Regions from separate parts of the Triticum aestivum genome. Here region 1 is linked to region 2. A link is a contact called in public Hi-C data. All regions are on one chromosome and are shown on one strand. Each heading gives the region's core, a stretch centred on a gene start, on an enhancer-like site or on the middle of the called end of the contact. The rest is flanking DNA. Distances are from core to core; before and after follow the strand shown.

Evidence for each region. A called contact is a pair of places that touch in the nucleus more often than the background predicts.
Region 1: a contact with region 2 is called in a Hi-C map of leaf, with 4 times the contacts expected there. The contact joins the enhancer-like site here to the promoter of LOC123162439 in region 2. A contact is called at or near these places in 4 of 5 Hi-C or Micro-C datasets (leaf, root and an unstated tissue) and 1 of 1 datasets of contacts at active chromatin or transcription factors (leaf).

What each region holds. Positions count from the first base shown.
Region 1 is chr7B:630,836,825-630,841,264 of IWGSC CS RefSeq v2.1, forward strand. No RefSeq gene overlaps it. Among protein-coding and RNA genes, the nearest start is that of LOC123162439, 51 kb to the left of the region's middle. Within about 2 kb of position 1,812, at least 6 of the 8 cell types and tissues checked have an H3K27ac peak or open chromatin away from gene starts, as enhancers often do. A contact at or near this core is called in leaf and root, where this site is marked.
Region 2 is chr7B:630,786,450-630,790,738 of IWGSC CS RefSeq v2.1, forward strand. LOC123162439 (auxin response factor 17) reads right to left here and starts at 1,888. Exons shown (of 14, transcript XM_044580216.1): 1 at 1,043-1,888; 2 at 270-388; 3 at 15-113. The coding sequence starts at 1,103.

The DNA of each region.
Region 1 (4,440 bases), core at 562-3,061, 50 kb after region 2:
ACTAACTCATTATGCGCATTGCTTGCAAGCTCTTTACGATGTTGTATAACCGAAAGGGCCCAAAGACATCTCTCTGTCACACGGATTAACAAATCCCAGTCTCGATACATGCCAAACCAGCAAACACCTTCGGAGATACTTTTAGAGCATCTTTATAATTACCCAATTATGTTGCAACGTTTGAGACACACAAGGTAGTCCTCCGGTGTCAGTGAGTTGCATGATCTCATGGCCATGGGAACAGATACTTGACATGCAGAAAACAATAACAATAAACTTGATACGATCATATGCTAGGTTTATAGTTTGGGTCCTGTCAGTCACATCATTCTCCTAATGATGTGATCCCATTATCAAATGACAACTAATGTCCATGGCTAGGAAACCATAGCCATCTTTGATCAACGAGCTAGTCCGGTAGAGGCTCACTAGGGACATGTTGTTGTCTATGTATCCACACATGTATTTGAGTTTCCGGTCAATACAATTAACATGGATAATAAACGATTATCATGAATAAAGAAATATAATAATAATCACTTTATTATTGCCTATAGGGCATATTTCCAACAAGACATGCATACATGTCAAATTTGGCAGAAAAGTCGATTTCTCATGGCGGAGGAAAATCACATATCAAGATATTATATAGCAAGCCAGGTAAAACTTTTTAGGTAAAAGAATTTTCATCTAATCTGCCGCATCAAGGTGATATACAATTGTTGCAAACTCGGAGCAATGACTTTGCACATTAGAAATAAACTCAAGAAAAATAGAAAATGGGTGCATATGAACAGAGCAAGTACATCATTAATTTTTGTTAAAAAAAGTACCCCACCAATCCATAATAAGTGTTGGGGTTTAATTCATTGAACTAAAACCGTAGTACATCACAAATTTTAGTACTCCCTCCATTCATATATATAGGGCCTAATTCATTTCTTAAGATATCCATTGACTTTTGGTAAGATTAATAGTATATGAGATGTATAGTGTAAAAATTACATCATTGGAAGCTTCATTCACGTATAAATTTGATGGTATGCTTTGTGTAACTTGTGTCATATATATATTATTTTAACATGTGGTTAAAGTTAGTCTCGAAAGCCGCATTAGGCCTTATATATGGACAGGGGGAGTAGAGGTTTTACAGGTTTTGTTTGTAGTACTCCCTCCGTTCCTAAATATAAGTCTTTCTAGAAGTTTCAACAAGTGACTACATACGAAACAAAATGAGTGAATCTTCACTTAAAATATGTCTACATACATCTGTATGTTATAGTCTGATTGAAATGTCTAAAAAGACTTATATTTAGGAACGGAGGGAGTAGCAATTAGTAGTATTATTACCATTTCTGGGAACCAGCTCTGCTAGGAGTAAACCGCTGGGGAACAAAACATGTGACGCCACCCTCATCCGAATTTGCGCTTCGTCTTGGCCTCTTCCGTCACGCTATGCTCATGAAGGTGCTTATTAAATTCATCTGGCAGTCCTAATCTGGTTGGAGTGGTTGTAGTAATGCCGTAGCAGTCAAACTAGCCACTGCACTAGACTCAAACGACGATCTTGGCTCAACACATTTGCCGTTATTAGCAGCAGTACGTGGAGTAGTACCGGCTACTATGTTAATCTAGGCGAAAGGATCCAAGATTACACACAGAAACCTTGATTTGCCAGCCAAAAATGAACGGAACGCAATCTGTCTGACAGCGACAGTTAATTTGTCTGAGTACCATATATATCGACCGTCCAACTCGATCCAACGGTCAGGACCGAGGACCGGGTTGGTGACAGCTCAGCTCCGATCGTACTACATGAACCAGAAACGGAAAAAAATCAACGCCGTGCCACATGGCACGTACGTGCTCCACAGGTGCAGCCATATGTAACCAGGCCCACGTAAATTCGAGAATGATGTATACATACGGCGCTCCTATTTTCTCACAAGCGCCTGGATCCGTTTCCGCACAAGAGCGCCGGAGCGGTTCCTTTCGTGGAACTGTTTGCTGATGGGGGCGGCATTTATCACGCGCAGGCCCGGCCCGTCCGTCTCCATCCCCATCTCACCGATCTCGGATACTACTTCTACTACACACGTACTACTACTACGCAGGTAGGAGTACATACAACCACAAGCATGGATACACACCGATTTGATCTGGTACTACCAAATACGGCGGTGGGAAGGACAGGGATACGTGGAGCGCGTCCTCCTCGTCGTCTCCTTTCCCGGCGACAGGAACGGCGCGCGGCCGGACCCGTCGGCCTCAGGCGAAAAAGCTCGACAGCGCCCTGACCGGCCTCCACACCATCGGCCGGGATTTTATTATTATAATTATTAGTTTCTCTTTGATTTTGTTAGCGCCGGCTGGGAATGGGCGTGCGTGCGGGCGTGCTGGGTGGCCGGGCGACATGTCCGGGATGGGGTAAACTCCTGGTTACTATTAGTCGACCAATCGTGGGGATAATTGGTGTTTTGGTCGTGGACCTGCCGCGCCGCGCTGCGCTGTCCCGGGTAGGGATGGATGGACGGATGCTGCTAGAATACTGCGGAGTGGTAGCGTGGATCACATGCGTTTTCGTGGAGGTCCGGATCAGGCATGATTCCCTGCCCGGGTCACGCTGATGCTGCTGCTGGTGCCTGTGGCGTGCGTGCGTCGTCAGGTGCGGAGTCGCTGGGGTAGCTAGAGAGATTCCGTGCAAGGTTCCGCTCGGACTGGACTCGTGTCGTGCGCGAGTCCAGTCCACGGCGAGTCGTGGGCAGGAGCTCGTCCGGAGTGGCTCCTCGTGCCGACCGACAGGCGCGCACGGCTCCGGCTCACGTCGCGTCGCGTCGCCGCGCTCCGGGTTACGCGGAACCGGCCGGCTCGGGTCGGGTCAGTGCGGGCGCGCGCACATGGAAGCGTGAGCGGGGTCGTTGGCGGTGGCACCGTCGTCAACAACAACCGCGGCGTCAGAGCCGGGCCGAAAAGCGCTCTGCGGCGAGGCGAGGTAAATCGGCCACGCCTTTCACACGGTACGTGCCTCCCGCGTCGCGGCGGGCAAGGACACCAAGGCCGGAGCGAGCGGCGGTGGCGGTGGATGACCTTTTGGACGTCGGTTCTGACGCGGGCGCGCACGGCACGGCGTCGTCCGCGCACAAGTGCGATGCGATGCCGCGGGTCAGGGGTGTGCGTACTACATGCGCCCGCGAGGGGGAGGGACCGTGCCGTCCGGCCGCCTACACGGCCGACCTGTATGCACGTTACAATCCATCGCAGGGCGTGCTAGTGTTTGTCCTTAAACCACTGCAAGGGTGCATATGCTCACCATTTATCAAGCTACACCACGCCTACTGCACTGGCAGCGCTGCATATGAGATGACCAAACGGTCTGACGAAGCCACGCACAGTCTCGCAGCAGCTATCAAACAAACCCGTTAAGCTGGAAGCAATAAAACAAACATGCTTAAACCTGACGTCGACGACGGCGACTTTGATCATAAACTAAACGTGTCTCGCGCACGTAACCAGGGAAGCAAAGGGCCGGCGTGCACTTGCCACTAAAACTAATCACAAGAGAGTACGCAGCGATGCGTTTTGGCATCGGCGGCCGGGCCCCCACCGTCCGCCGCGCCCGCGCCGGTACCACGACCTACACCTACACGTACCACTGCCGCGCGGCGCATGCAGGCAGGACAGGAGGGCGCCGTGGCGCGGTACGGCCGCCGTGGCGAGCGGACCTGCCGACGACCCCATGCTCGTTTTACCAGTACGTATAGGCCGGTCCAAGCAACATGTGCCGATGGTGACCATCCAGGGTCCAGCCCGCCGCCCTGTACCCGGCGACCCCATTCTCATTGCCAGAACTGTACGTCCGTCGACGCCGTGCTCGGATCCAAGCCGCCGGCCACGCTTCTTGTTTCTTACACCTTTTACGTACGTAGAGTAATAATTAACCGCATGTTACGGGCAACCGCTGGCACGGGAAGGAGGAGCTTTGCCAGTAGGATGGAGGCCGGGCTAGTTCGTCGTCGCCCGTCAGAGCAGCTGCTACACTGGCCTGTCGGTCGCGGTGCGTGCCCAGCCTCGGCCTCAGCCTCACCAACTGCCGTACCTACCCAGGCACGGCACATTGAAGCCCTCCCCGGCCCGGTCCCCGCCCGTCAGAGGCTGGCCGGCCGGCCGCCGCTCGCGTGAATCCCGCGGTCACACGATTGTCCGTTCCGCCCGCCCGTCCATGGCCCCGCTCCTACGTGCCGGTGCGCCTCATCATCATTGCTGATGAAGATGCATTTCTAGGGCCAATGAAGAGCTTTTCGCAGCGGCAGCGACAGTAGATAGATAGACGGATAAAAATCGGGCATGCATGGCCGCGTGTGTGCTGTAGCGGGGCGGCGACCCCCACACGGAACTACGGCGCAGAGATAGGGGCAGGACCATCGCTCCCTCCCTCCTTGG
Region 2 (4,289 bases), core at 638-3,137:
ATCTCCACACTTACATGCATGGTCACATTGTGCAGCTGGCAGATAAGCTGTGGAGGCAAATTGGGGTAGTTGGGGATCTGAGACTCGATCTCTTTATTCGTCGATGCGGCTACCTGAGACAGAAATTCACCCAGTAAATAATCTACATAGACAAAGAAAGCAAACGATTTCTGAGATAATTAAGCCAGATTTTTTTCTGTTCGGCGACGGAGGTTAGGATTCAGGATCATGCAAAGTTCCTTGCACTGGAGGTGGAATTCTGCACCAACCTGCTCGCTGTGACCCTGTGGGAAGTACACCACCCTGCTGCCGACCGCGGGCAAGGAGACGAGCGGGCCGGCGCAGGCGTGCCATAGCTCCGAATTCAGGCACTTGTGCTCCTCAGCAGCTGTAATGACATAATCATATGAGCAAAAGACTTGTCAGTGCTGATTTTTAACAGATAATGATGGCTCTAGGGGCTGTAACAGCTCTGAATTCATATGCTGGCCTTAAAGATTATTCAAGAAGGTGGGCATGCAACGAAATGAACTTCTAATTAGTGGCCTAAGGTTATTAATTTCTTCTTCATCTTACATGAAAATCAGCAATTTTTCAGACGAAAATACACATATTTATTCCAGTAAAAAAATAACTAATTAACACGCAGAGCAGGAAATTGGATGGGAAATAGGCGAGATTGCAGAACTGAAATCCCATTCCAAAGAAGTTAGTACTGAACTGCAATTTCGCAGGCATAAAAGTACCCCCAAAACACACAAGAAGCATTTTCATGTAATCAATTGCAACAACCCCTAACAAATCCAAATATTACTCCAGACTCGAATTCGACGCATTGGGCTACGACGGCCTGATCACACGGTCATAATCAATCCGAGGAGAGAGCCTCCGAGGAAAAATCACAAGCACAAACGAGAGCCAAGTAGTACTGCTAGTCCCACAAACTCCAAATCACACGGACAGCGAATAAATGAAGAGCGAGGGCAGCAGCAGTAATGGGCGGCAGCCCACGGACGGGGCAGGAGACAGAAGAATACCGTACCTTCCGGCGACGCCGGCGCCTGGGCCGGGAGGACGGCGCCCGCCGGCGACGAGAGCCTCATTTTTTGTTGCGATGAAAAAGGCCAATCAGAGACCGATCTGATGGAGGGGGGCAGCAATAAAAGAGCGTGCGCGGAGGCGGGGAAGGAAGGGGAGAGCGGAGGAAAGATTCCTCCTTTTCAGGCCAAATCGCAGCGCCTTCCCTAATAAACCCGTCGCTTTCCCGGCTCCTCCTGCTCCTCCTCGCCAACTCACTCGCCAGGGAACGGAATGGAATGGAATGGAAGGGAGCCGAGCCCCTTTTGCCGTGCGCAGTCACGCTTCCTTCCTCCCCGGGCAATCACCGCGGGAGTTCCGCCCAAGTTGCCGCCTCCGAGGGCAGCAGAAGCCGGCCGGGAGCCGCGATCCCCGGGCGCCGGAATGCGCAGGGGCCGCCGCCGTCACGGCCGCCGGAGCCGGGAAACGGTCGATCCGAGGAGCCGCCCCGTCGGATCTCGCGCCCGCGAGCTCCCGACGGCTCAGCGCCGCGCCCCCCGGCAGATCCGAGCGCCGCCGCCGGAGACGGGCATGCTCGCTGCTCCGCCGCCGCCTCCTTTCCTGCTTGCTTCAGAGCTCAGGAGCTGCGGTTACAGCTGGTTGCTTGCTTGCCTCGGTCCGGCTTTGCTTTTCTTGGGCTCGGCTTGCTTGCTTCTTCCTCCTCTGGCTGCTTGCTTGTTCTGGCTCTGGCCGCTGCCGCCGCTGGACCTGTTCTTGGGGTTTTAACCCCACGAGTGGTGCTGGCCGCTTTCCTCAGCCCCCCTCTCTCTCTCCCTGGTAGTAAAATCGTGTACTGTACGTACGCCCTTTCGTTCGTTTTACTAAGCGACTTGGGAAGTAGAGTAGTAGCAGAAGTATACTTGTACAGTTGTGCAGGAGCAGGTATTTTTATAGCAGTGTTGATGAGGCGTGTGCTCATGCTCCCCGGAATATGTGTGGCATGTGCAGTGAGGAGTGAGCGTTGCATGGACGATGTGCCTGTGTGAGTGATGTGAACGTTTTCTCCCTAGTGGAGTGCGGCTACTCAATTAATGGTGGTGTGTGTATAGTAGCTTTTCTTGCTTGCTGGAAGCACAGGGATTAATGGTGGTGTTTGTATTTGATGAAAAAGCAGCTTTGCTGTTTTCAGTTACTACATGGAATTTTTGTCCCTCTTTTTATAAAAAAAAATCGACCAGGTTGCGCCGCGTGAATCCCGAAAATGGACGAAATGAGTTTCGCTTCGGTACACCCCCTAAGAGTTTGGACGGATCTTAAAGATACTTAAAAAGGGTATTCTCGTACATTCACGGCCAACTAATTATATTCCTTTCCCGGTGCATCAAACAATAGATCAGAACAATCTAAACCTCCTTGTTAAAGCGGTAAGTTTTAATCTCCATCTTTAATCTGCATTGAAATTTGTAAACTTTTCTTTCGCGGGGGGGGGGGGGGGGGGGGGGGGACAAAAATGCACGGCATTTCAGGATCGAAAGTTGAAATTGCTCAAATGTGCTACTAAAATTCTGCTTATAATAGAATCAACAGCCCATATCAATAACTTATTACATGTACAATTTAACAAACTGGACAGAGTGAATCACAAAACTGAACCCAAAGAACATGTGGCTTTAGTTAATTCGTGGAACATTTCAAGAACATAAGTTCAAATTAGCCAAATGTGTTACTACTCAATTATTTGTCATAAGGAATGGACACTCTAGGTTGTCACCTTACGAGTAAAGATTTTCAGCCGGCCAAAAAATGTACAATTCTTGGTTACTTGATTTGTACTATTGAATCACATAGGGTTTTTTCTTGAGGTTTGCTTTGAATGGGGTTACAAGAGAACATTTCCATCACCCTAAATCCACTAGTAGAAAAAGGGCCAATTGTCCCGGTTCCTAAGGGCCTTTTGTCCTGGTTTTGGAACCGGGACTAAAAGGTCGTTACTAATGCCCTTGACCTTTAGTCCCAGTTCTTACACAAACCGGGACAAATGGGCCTCCACGTGGCCGGTGCGGCGAGCCCAGGCAGGAGGCCCTTTGGTCCCGGTTGGTGGCACCAACCGGGACGAATAGGCATCCACACGTCAGCATTTCAGGTGTTAGGGTTTTTATTTTTTTAAGGGGGGGGGGTAGGGGGTTAATTTAGATGTTCCATATATTGTGTTAGCTAGCTAATTAATACAGAGAAGTGTCCTCTCTTATCTCCGTGCTTGGTCGACCTACGTACTATACGTATAGAGAGGACTAGACACGCTAGCTAGTAAGCAAATGAAGGAAACAGAAGATCGTCATGAACATATGCATACAGAGAGAAGTGATATCGACCACCTCTCCTTCTCTGAGAGATTGGTTGAACAACAAGTTCTTGTATATCTATCCGACGCTACTGGCTACATATATACAATATAATTATCTCTTACAATATAATCTCCTAATTAAAAACCAACTGATTAGGGTCCACATGGTATTCTCCGTCTTTAGCGATCACGTGGTCAAGAAAGAATGCCGCCAATTCCTCTTGAATTCCTCGCATACGATCTGGTGGTAGGAGTTCATCTCGCATCCAAAATATCTAATTTGAAGAAGGGGGTCAACACATATATATGAATAAATAAAACTGAACACAAATGATGGTAATAAAATAAAATTGTGAATATTATTATTTACGCACTTCATATTGTTTGTCGGAGTAGCCCCGCTCACAGGTCGTGTGGCGGATGGACTCGCAAATGTAGTATCCACAGTAATTATTCCCTTGTTCCTGCCACAACCACTTTACAAGAAATAAAGGTCGATCAAACTGATAATTAGCAAGCATGCTAAATGGTATTGATGAAACTAGCGCTTGAATCACTAGGAGATGTGTGGAACATGCTACTATAGTACTTACTTTCGGGTGTCTAAATTACAGCTTCTTCGGCAGTCCCAGAGTTTTTGAGGTGAATTTATTCCAAACCCTGCCAGACAAAGAAAAGAATTACTTGATATCAGGAAATGAACAAATTGAAGTTGCCGATATGGTGCGATAATGATCGATTTAACTTACTTCTCTACAATTGCAGTCATGTCCGCATACTCCTTGGAATTTTTCCGTCCCGAGTCTAAGACGGTTACTAGTCCCTGCTCAAGCTTAATCTCTAGGAGAATATAGTGTAACCTGCGCACGCATGCATAACTCAACAATTACATTACTATAACCTCGACTAATATGGGAAACCGAATATG